Linked DNA regions of Sus scrofa: region 1 is linked to region 2. The links are chromatin contacts, called in public HiChIP or PLAC-seq maps. All regions are on one chromosome and are shown on one strand. The core of a region is the stretch at or near the end of the contact, and the rest is flanking DNA. Distances in the headings are between cores, read along the strand shown.

Region 1 (3,956 bases), core at 928-3,427, 180 kb after region 2:
GATGTCCGTTACCCCTGAGTCGATCTTCCCTCTTCTGCTTCCCAGGCTTGCATTCTAACTTCCAATAGAACCAACCTACCTCCTTTCTCCTTTCTTTTCTTTTCTCTTGTCTAGTCTTTTCTTTCTTTCTTTCCTTCCTTCCTTCTTCTTTCTTTAGTGCTCTCTCTCCCCTTCTCTCTCTTCCATCCTTCCTTTTTTCCTTCTTTTCTCCCTCCCTCCCTTCTTTCCTTCCTTCCTTTATGCATGCAGAAGAACAAATTGGACTCAGAATGAGTACTGCACTCAGATTTGCATCATGAAATGCTAAATGCCCTGGCCAGAGGGAAACAGTGTGGCCACCATATGCTAGGACTCAGAGCAAGGGGAAGGGTGTGTGTGTGTGTACAGGATTGCTATGAATTTACTTTGGGAATTTGCAGAAAAAGGTCTCACAACAAATGGACTTAGAAGGAATTACTGCCATTCAGGGCAACTTGAAATAGGAGATGAATGAATCTTTACTCAAATGAACGGATTTTAAAAGGTCTCAGTCTTGCTGGATCTGGCTATGATCCTCATTTAGCCAGTAACTCAAAGTTCTTTAGTGAGAGAAATTAACCCGCCAAATTAGGAGGCAGGATGGTTGAAGATGGGTGAGCAAGTTATGACCCATGGGCCAAATTCAGTTTATGTCTAGTTTTGTAACTTAAAGGTCACATTTGAGCCACATACTGGAGTAGGATTTTGCCATGCAGATTTGGAAGGAAGAACGTCCTAGGATGGATTGACAAACGACCACCTGGGAAGCAAATGGGGGCACCACCTGCTTTTGTAAATAAAGTTTTATTTGAACACAGCCATGTCCATTATTTATGTTTTATGTACGGCAACTTTCACTCTACAAAGGCAGACACTGGGTGGTCCCCAAAGCCCAAAATATTTACGGCCTGATCTGAAAAAAATATGCCCACTCCTGGTGTTAGGATTAAGCACTTATGCTGTCAACAGCTTTCCTTCAAATCTTAGTTCTGCAACTTACTTCTGTGCAGTTTTGGTTACATAGCCACAAAATGGGAATTATGAATACCTCTGGGTTGATGTGAGAAGCAGGTTCAATAATCTTAGTAAGTCCTGGTGGTTAGCGTGACTCATCTGAATTAAAGACTTCCAGAGGTTTTGCTGTATTCTTGATGTCCTGTATTATAAACATGTTGGATCTTTTCTCTCCTTATAAAAATTAAGCATCAAAAACATTTGAGGAATTCATGGAGCCACCCTTCCTTTTCCAGGAATATAAGAACATAAAATACTTGCAGCATATATTTTCAGTATATTTAATGTTGATTAATAAAGCCATGGCAACTTAGGACGTGTCCATTGGTGTGCCATGGAGCACTGACTTGGGTCTATTCTGGATATCTTTTTGGTTCAGGACTGAAAAATGAAAGGATACTGATGGAATCTCTAGGAGACAAAAAACTGACATAATAGGATCAAGATTCACAATGGTCTCTGGTTAGCACCAAATGAAGAAATGGAAGAAGTAAGAGAATATTTCCCAGAGATGGATGTGGATTCTGGCATCAATTATTGAAGTCTGGGAATGGGGAGACTTGGCCAGACAGCAGTTCCTGGGAAGTAGATCTAGGGCTTCTAGTTGGCCACAAGCTCAATTTGAGCCAGATGGAGACAGCTGCCAAGGAAATGATCTGAGGCTGCATTAACAGAGTCAGTACATGCCTTGTGGGTCTAAGGAAGGTAAAGGAGGAAAACAATTTCAATGAGCCAGGCAGCCCACATTCGGAGAAGGGAGGTTAGTTATGGAGACAAATTACAAATCTGAACGGGACATTGCAAAGGAGCACAGCTGAGGGCTGGGGGAGCGGTCAGGTTGATGAGTCATCTGGGAACTGTCCTAGCGAGGCATGACTGGAGGATCTAGCGATGTTTCCCAGGAAAGGAGCTGACCGCAAGGGAAGAGAGAGCTTTTTAAAAGCCCCAAAGGTCTTCCACATGGAGGAAGCTGCCTTCCTATCTCTATTGCTTTTTTGGCAAACATTGGGGAAATAAATGTGATACCTCTTGGGGTGTCAGCTCAGTTCATGACAGTTCCTCCACCCCTCCCCTGTGCACCCCAAGTCCACTGTCAAGTGCGGCGAGTCCCTGAAAGCCATGTTTGTTCTTTACAACCCTGCCTTTCTGTTGCCAGCTGATGGGACAAGCGGTGGATGTCTGCTGGAAACTGGAGGCACTGATCCTTGCCCTGGGGAATGTGGAATTTGCCTTGGGGACTGCCAGTCTGCCTCTCCGTATGATGGGACCTGTAGTAAATTGTGTAACTACGGGACAGGCATTTGCCACCATGGCAATGGAGGAGCCAAGAAAATCAGTCTGCACAGAAATGCAAAGAGGCAGAGATGGAAGAGAGAGGGTCTTCTCTGGCTGGGTTCTTTTCAGCTTCTCTTTTCTTTTCCTTTCTCTTTCTTGCTCTTTAGGGTCGCATCCATAGCATACGGAGGTTCCCAGGCTAGGGGTCTAATCTGAGCTACAGCTGCCAGCTTACACCACAGCCATAGCAATGGTAGGTCACAGATCCAAGCTGCGTCTGTGACCTACACCACAGCCCACGGCAACGCCGGATCCTTGACCCACTGAGCAAGGCCAGGGATCGAACCCCAAACCGCATGGTTTCTAGTTGGATTCATTTCCGCAGCACCACGATGGGAACTCCCCCATTTCTTCCAAAAGCCAAAATGCCTTTCTGGACATGGGCTTCGTGAGCTATCTTTGTGACCTTGTTATAAATCCCCATTCCCCTTTACTTCCACCAGCCCAACTGGGTGGCTTCACTTATAACTAAGTATTGCAGAGTGTAGCAGAAAGCGGCTCAGTATATGGAAGACATAACGGTGAATCCTATTCAGCCATCGAAAGAGTAGCCTCAGGAAGCAAGGGTATTTCTGTTTCTGGGCTCATTCAAGTAGGAGCTGAAAGACTGTAGATAATTGGGAGGCATAAGGAGAGAAGTTGCACTGGGGCTTCAGAAAGACTGGGAATTGACCCTGGGCTCCAGCACTCTCCTGCAATTTTCTAAATTTTACTGAGCCTATTTCTCCTGCAGAATACGGAAAACAGGTACACCTCACAGAACTGTTGTGAGGAGGAAATAACCTAATGTATTAGTTTCCTATTTCTGCTGTAAGAAATTGCAACATACTTGGTGGCTTAAAAAAAGGACAAATTCATTATCTTACAATGAAATCCAAAATGGGTTTCACTGGCTAAGGTCAAGGGGTCGGTCGGGCTGTGTCGCTCTGGAGGCTGCAGGGGAGAATGCGCTTCCTGGGCTTTTCCAAGTTTCTTGAAATTATGGTCCCTTCCTCCATCTCCAAAGAGCATCATTTCAGCCTCTGTTTCCATCATCACATCTCCTCCATCTTTCACTTACAAGGACCCTGTGATGACACTGGACTCCCACCCCCGCCCCCCATAATCCAAGATAATCTCTAATTTAAAAATCCTTAACATCATCACACCTGCAACATCTCTTTGGCCACAGAAGGTACCATACTCACAGGTTTTGGGATCAGCATGTGGACATCTTTAGGGGGCCATTATTCTGCCTCCCACATGTAACAAGAGTAAGAGCTAACTCTGATTGAAAGCTGTCTATTAGGCACAGTGCTAAATGCTTTTAGGAAGATCACCTTATTGGAGCACCGCCACAGCTCCAGAAGAGAGACTCAGAAAGGTGAACTGATTTGCCCGAGGCCACCCAGCTGGGAAGAGGCAATGCCAAGAACTAAGACTTGTTATTTCACTCCAGAGTTCTCTCTCTTCACCACCAGCGAGAAACGGCAAACCCACAGGCCTTACTTCAGGCCAGAGTCTGTGGTGAACCAGAAAGGACGCACGCTGCCTTATGAGGTCAGTGGCTCCATAGTTCCAGCCCATAGGCGCCAGTTTTCCGGGAGATG
Region 2 (4,427 bases), core at 1,006-3,505:
GTATGGCCCAAAAAAGACAAAAAAAAAAAAAAAAAAAAAGACTATTAAATATATTCATTTTAAATCATAAAAATTAATACAAAGAAACCCACTACGGCATTAAAAAATACTAAAGCAGTTTTGGAGTTCCTGCCGTGGCACAACAGGATCAGCAGGATCTCTGCAATGCCAGGACGCAGGTTCAATCCCTGGCGGGGTACAAAGAATTAAAGATCTGGCATTGCCTTAGCCATGGCATAGGGGACAACGGTGGCTTGGATCTGACCCTGGCCCAGGACTTCTCCACATGCCGTGGCTAAAAAAGAAAAAAGGGGAGAAAAGGAAATGAAATCAGAACTTAAGTTACTTGAACACAGGAACAATTCAAGACAATGACACTTAATGGAATCAAAAGTGACAGCTACAGTCGACACTACATACTCCATCTCAGGCTATTCCAAAGGTCTAGGAGACGATCTGACAACAAAAATCTGACACAGAACTACATCATAATCCTCTGAACGAACACACGCTGTGGGGAAAAAAAAAAAAATCTACAGGAGTTCCTGTTGTGGCTCAGCGGGTTAAGAACCCAACTAGTATCCATGAGGATGCGGGTTCGTTCCTTGGCCTCCCCCTCAGTAGGTTAAGGATCCAGCATTGCCACAAGCTGTGGTGTAGGTCACAGATGTGGCTCAGATCTGGCGTTGCTGTAGCTCTGGCATAGGCCGGCAGCCACAGCTCCAATTTGACCCCTAGTCTGGGAACTTTCATATGCTGGTGTGGCCCTAAAAAAAAAAAAAAAAAAAAAAAAATCTACGAAGTTCCTTACCTGTATGCGTTCTGAGATGAATATTGAGGTAATAATTTGAACGGAAAAACTTTCCACAATAACTACATTCTCTTGAGGATGTAAGATGCTTTATTTTTCCTCCATCATCATTTTTATCTTAAAATAGAAACAAAAATATTCATATAAGAAGACAGCTCTAATATGTGAAAAGGGCAAGCTGACTTAAATATTCATGAGAGGTACCACCCTCATACCTGTCAGTATGGCCATCGTTAACAAGTCAACAAACAAAAAATGCTAGAGAGGGTGGAGAGAAAAGGGAACCCTCCTACACTGTTGGTGGGAATATAAACTGGTACAACCACTATGGAAAACAGTATGGAGGTACCTCAGAAAATTAAATACAGAACTACCAAAGGACACAGCATTTCCACTCTTGGGCATCTATCTGGACAAAACTTTCCTTGAAAAAGACACATGCACCTGTATGTTCACTGCATCACTATTGACAATAGCCAAGACATGGTAACAACCTAAATGTCCATCGACAGATGAATAGATTAAGAAGATGTGGTACATATACGCAATGAAATACTACTCAGCCATAAAAAAGAACAAATAATGCCAACTGCAGTAATACAGATGGAACTAGAGACTCTCGTACTAAGTGAAGTCAGTCAGAAGAGAAAGACAAATATCATATGATATCGCTTATATCTGGAATCTAATATACAGCACAAACAAACCTTTCCACAGAAAAGAAGCTCATGGACTTGGAGAATAGACTTGTGGTTGCCAAGGGGGAGAGGGAGGGAGTGGGATGGACTGGGAATCTGGGGTTAATAGATGCAAACTATTGCCTTTGGAGTGGATAAGCAATGAGATCCTGCTGTATGGCACTGGCAACTATATCCCGTCACTTAAGATGGAGCAGGATGGAGGATAATGTGAGAAAAAGGATGTGTGTATATATATATATGCATGACCGGTTCACCTTGCTGTACAGCAGAAACTGACAGAACACTATAAACCAACTCTAATGGAAAAAATAAAAATCATAAAATTTTAAAAAAAGAAAAACATTCATGATAGAAACATTTTTTGGAAAGTACAAAATAATTTTTATGTTAGGTGTTGGGGTAAACGAGAAAGGCTAAAAACACGCCAGATGTTGTTCTGAGGTTGCCTGTAGTTATCACAGTATGTGTGAGTCAGGTTTTTTTTTTTTTCTGAGCATAGCAGAGTTCACTGTTAAAGATTCAGTTCTTCATGTGCTTGATCACACAGACTGAGAGGCACGAACAGTTTCCTGTTCTCCCAACAAGTCTGAGACAAGCAGAATCTGGCAAACTCAAGCAGGACCTGCATACGGGCTGGACTAACCAGCCTCTCCAGAACAGGGGTTTAGAAAACTGCGCCAATACAACTCACCAACTTTCCCACCCACCAGAGGAAGGTTTTCATCTTAAGCTGAGGCAAGTCACCACTAGAGGGTAGCAAGCACAGCTTAATCTTTACGGAAAATTAAAAGTTCGATCCTGGGCAAACACCTAGGAAAGTTTGTCAAAATCGAGCGCTGCTTTGGAAAGCAGACTGTATGGTCCACAAGCACACACGTGGGCAAAATGGACCTGTAGAATTAAAATCTGTCCCCGCATGACAAAGTCAAGTTAATCTTCACTCTGCAGGGTGATCGAGACAGTGTAGCCGGTGTGCAAGGAAGTAAATAAAGGCCCACTGGGAACACCAAGGAAAGGAATAGACTGTACTTCCCACACCAGCCCTCCCTGACCTCAGAGATGCTGCAGTTCAGCATCCGCTCAGCCAAATACGAGCACTTCAGTCCTAGTGGCCCTCCTCCTACTGTCGGCCACATTACATACATTACAACAGCCTTACAACAGAAGTCAGGTCATTTCTTTAAATTTACCATAACTGGTCATTTTGCCTTGAAAAACTATAATTTCCAACCAAATGGCCTCTTCCTGGCTCCTTCCGCATTCTGCAGTCTAGATTTACAGATTTACTGATTTTAAAAAGCAGCTTATAAGCAAACCACAGTGAGCCTCCAGCTACAATTAATACAGGACTGTTTAATCTGTGGCCCCTAAACTTCCCTGAGGACAACGTATCCACCTCTAAACCTCTAAACTCCAAGCAGCAGAGGCAGCCCTTGGTCTAAAAAGGTGTCATGCATTGTTAACCAACTATATTTCAATAAAATGAAAAGGAAAAATAAAATAAAAAGCTGTCATGAAGACTTTAAAAAATAATTGACATCAAAACTACTACGAAACCTTGTATTTATAAACACTGAAAAGAATAAAAATATATTTTGCTTTTTCATCTTCTTTAAAATAAACCTAAAGAAAGCCAGATTGACAGTAAATAACAATAAGGTAACCCTAGAGCAGCTCACATCATAACATGACTTCAGGAAAATCCATATCCTAACGCAGAATGCCCAGCTCTCTTTCTCACAATCCCTCCCAAGCAGCTGAGTCTGTAACTGGACTTGCACTTCCTTGCAATTTCCTACTTCCAACTATGTGTCAGGATTCATGATATGTTGCATCATATCCAAAAGGTTATGAAATGCCTTTATTCTAACACGAAGGACATGAAATGTCCACATCTACCTGCTTCCTGCTCCTAAGCATCACCTTTGACTTTGTTGTGCTGTCCTCCAAAGGACTTTTTATAAATAGGCAGTTGAAATCATCCTTGGGTGGTGGAAGACAAGGGTCGATGAACCAATCTCACAAACAGGAAAATCAGGCAAAGAAAGGTTAAGCAACACGTAATGGGTCACAGAACAATACCCTGGTAGAACCAGACGCGATGCAAGTATTGGTGCCCCCAGCTATTATGGGCTATTCTATCTGCCTGCTGGCTGGGCCCAAGTTTGCCATCCAGTTCTTCTGCCCATACCACCTGGTAGATGAGACCAGCCCGCCCTCTTCTTTCAGGGCACTGGGGCATCTCGAAGGCCTCATTATCTCCCCATCACTGCAGGCCCACCAACAGCACTGACACTAAGAGGAACCACTTGAAGACTGGAGGTCTGTGTTTAAAGTCATTTTTATGATGTCATTAAGACACCATAACGCATTTCCTAGATTTCTGGAAAGGGACTATTTTAAGCAAGCTAAGTGCTAGGTTCTCCCGTGTCCCAGGAAACTCAAAACATTCTAAATATTTGATATGAAAACTACGCCTCCCACGCCCATCACATGATCAGAAAAAAAAAAAGCTGGGCACTGGCTCAAGAGACGATGTATTATCTATAGGTCACATTCATCCTGTGTCTCATCCACGGAGTTCTTAGAAGACATCAACACACAGCATTCGTCTAAACCCAAGACCACGTCTCTGACAAATAGTTTCTCCAAGACTAACTTATGTCTCATCATTCACGTGTTGATTATGCAGGGCTTTATTAACTGTTCTCCAGCAGCAGAATCCTCTAGTCAAACAAAATATTATTAAATGGATACGAGAAGCTGTGGTTTAAGCGAAGATGGGCACAACTAGAACCACAGGTGGATCCTTTGCCAGGACTCAAGAAATACATCAACGAGCCTTCAGTGATGGCTTCCATTTCCTCTAATTGCCATTAGTACCTTAGAAATTTGAGCAAAGGAGCGAGATCTTC

Evidence for each region. HiChIP or PLAC-seq counts read pairs in DNA pulled down with a chosen protein or histone mark.
Region 1: an H3K27ac HiChIP or PLAC-seq map of alveolar macrophages shows a contact between it and region 2. The contact joins two enhancer-like sites. A contact is called at or near these places in 2 of 47 Hi-C or Micro-C datasets (embryonic fibroblasts and epiblast stem cells) and 1 of 2 datasets of contacts at active chromatin or transcription factors (alveolar macrophages).

The regions. Positions count from the first base shown.
Region 1 is chr17:54,789,439-54,793,394 of Sscrofa11.1, forward strand. No RefSeq gene overlaps it. Among named protein-coding and RNA genes, the nearest start is that of ZNF217, 160 kb to the left of the region's middle. Within about 2 kb of position 2,178, at least 10 of the 83 cell types and tissues checked have an H3K27ac peak or open chromatin away from gene starts, as enhancers often do. A contact at or near this core is called in alveolar macrophages and embryonic fibroblasts, where this site is marked.
Region 2 is chr17:54,613,731-54,618,157 of Sscrofa11.1, forward strand. ZNF217 (zinc finger protein 217) reads right to left here. Exons shown (of 6, transcript NM_001123217.1): 3 at 812-928. Among named protein-coding and RNA genes, the nearest start is that of ZNF217, 16 kb to the right of the region's middle. Within about 2 kb of position 2,256, at least 22 of the 83 cell types and tissues checked have an H3K27ac peak or open chromatin away from gene starts, as enhancers often do. A contact at or near this core is called in alveolar macrophages and embryonic fibroblasts, where this site is marked.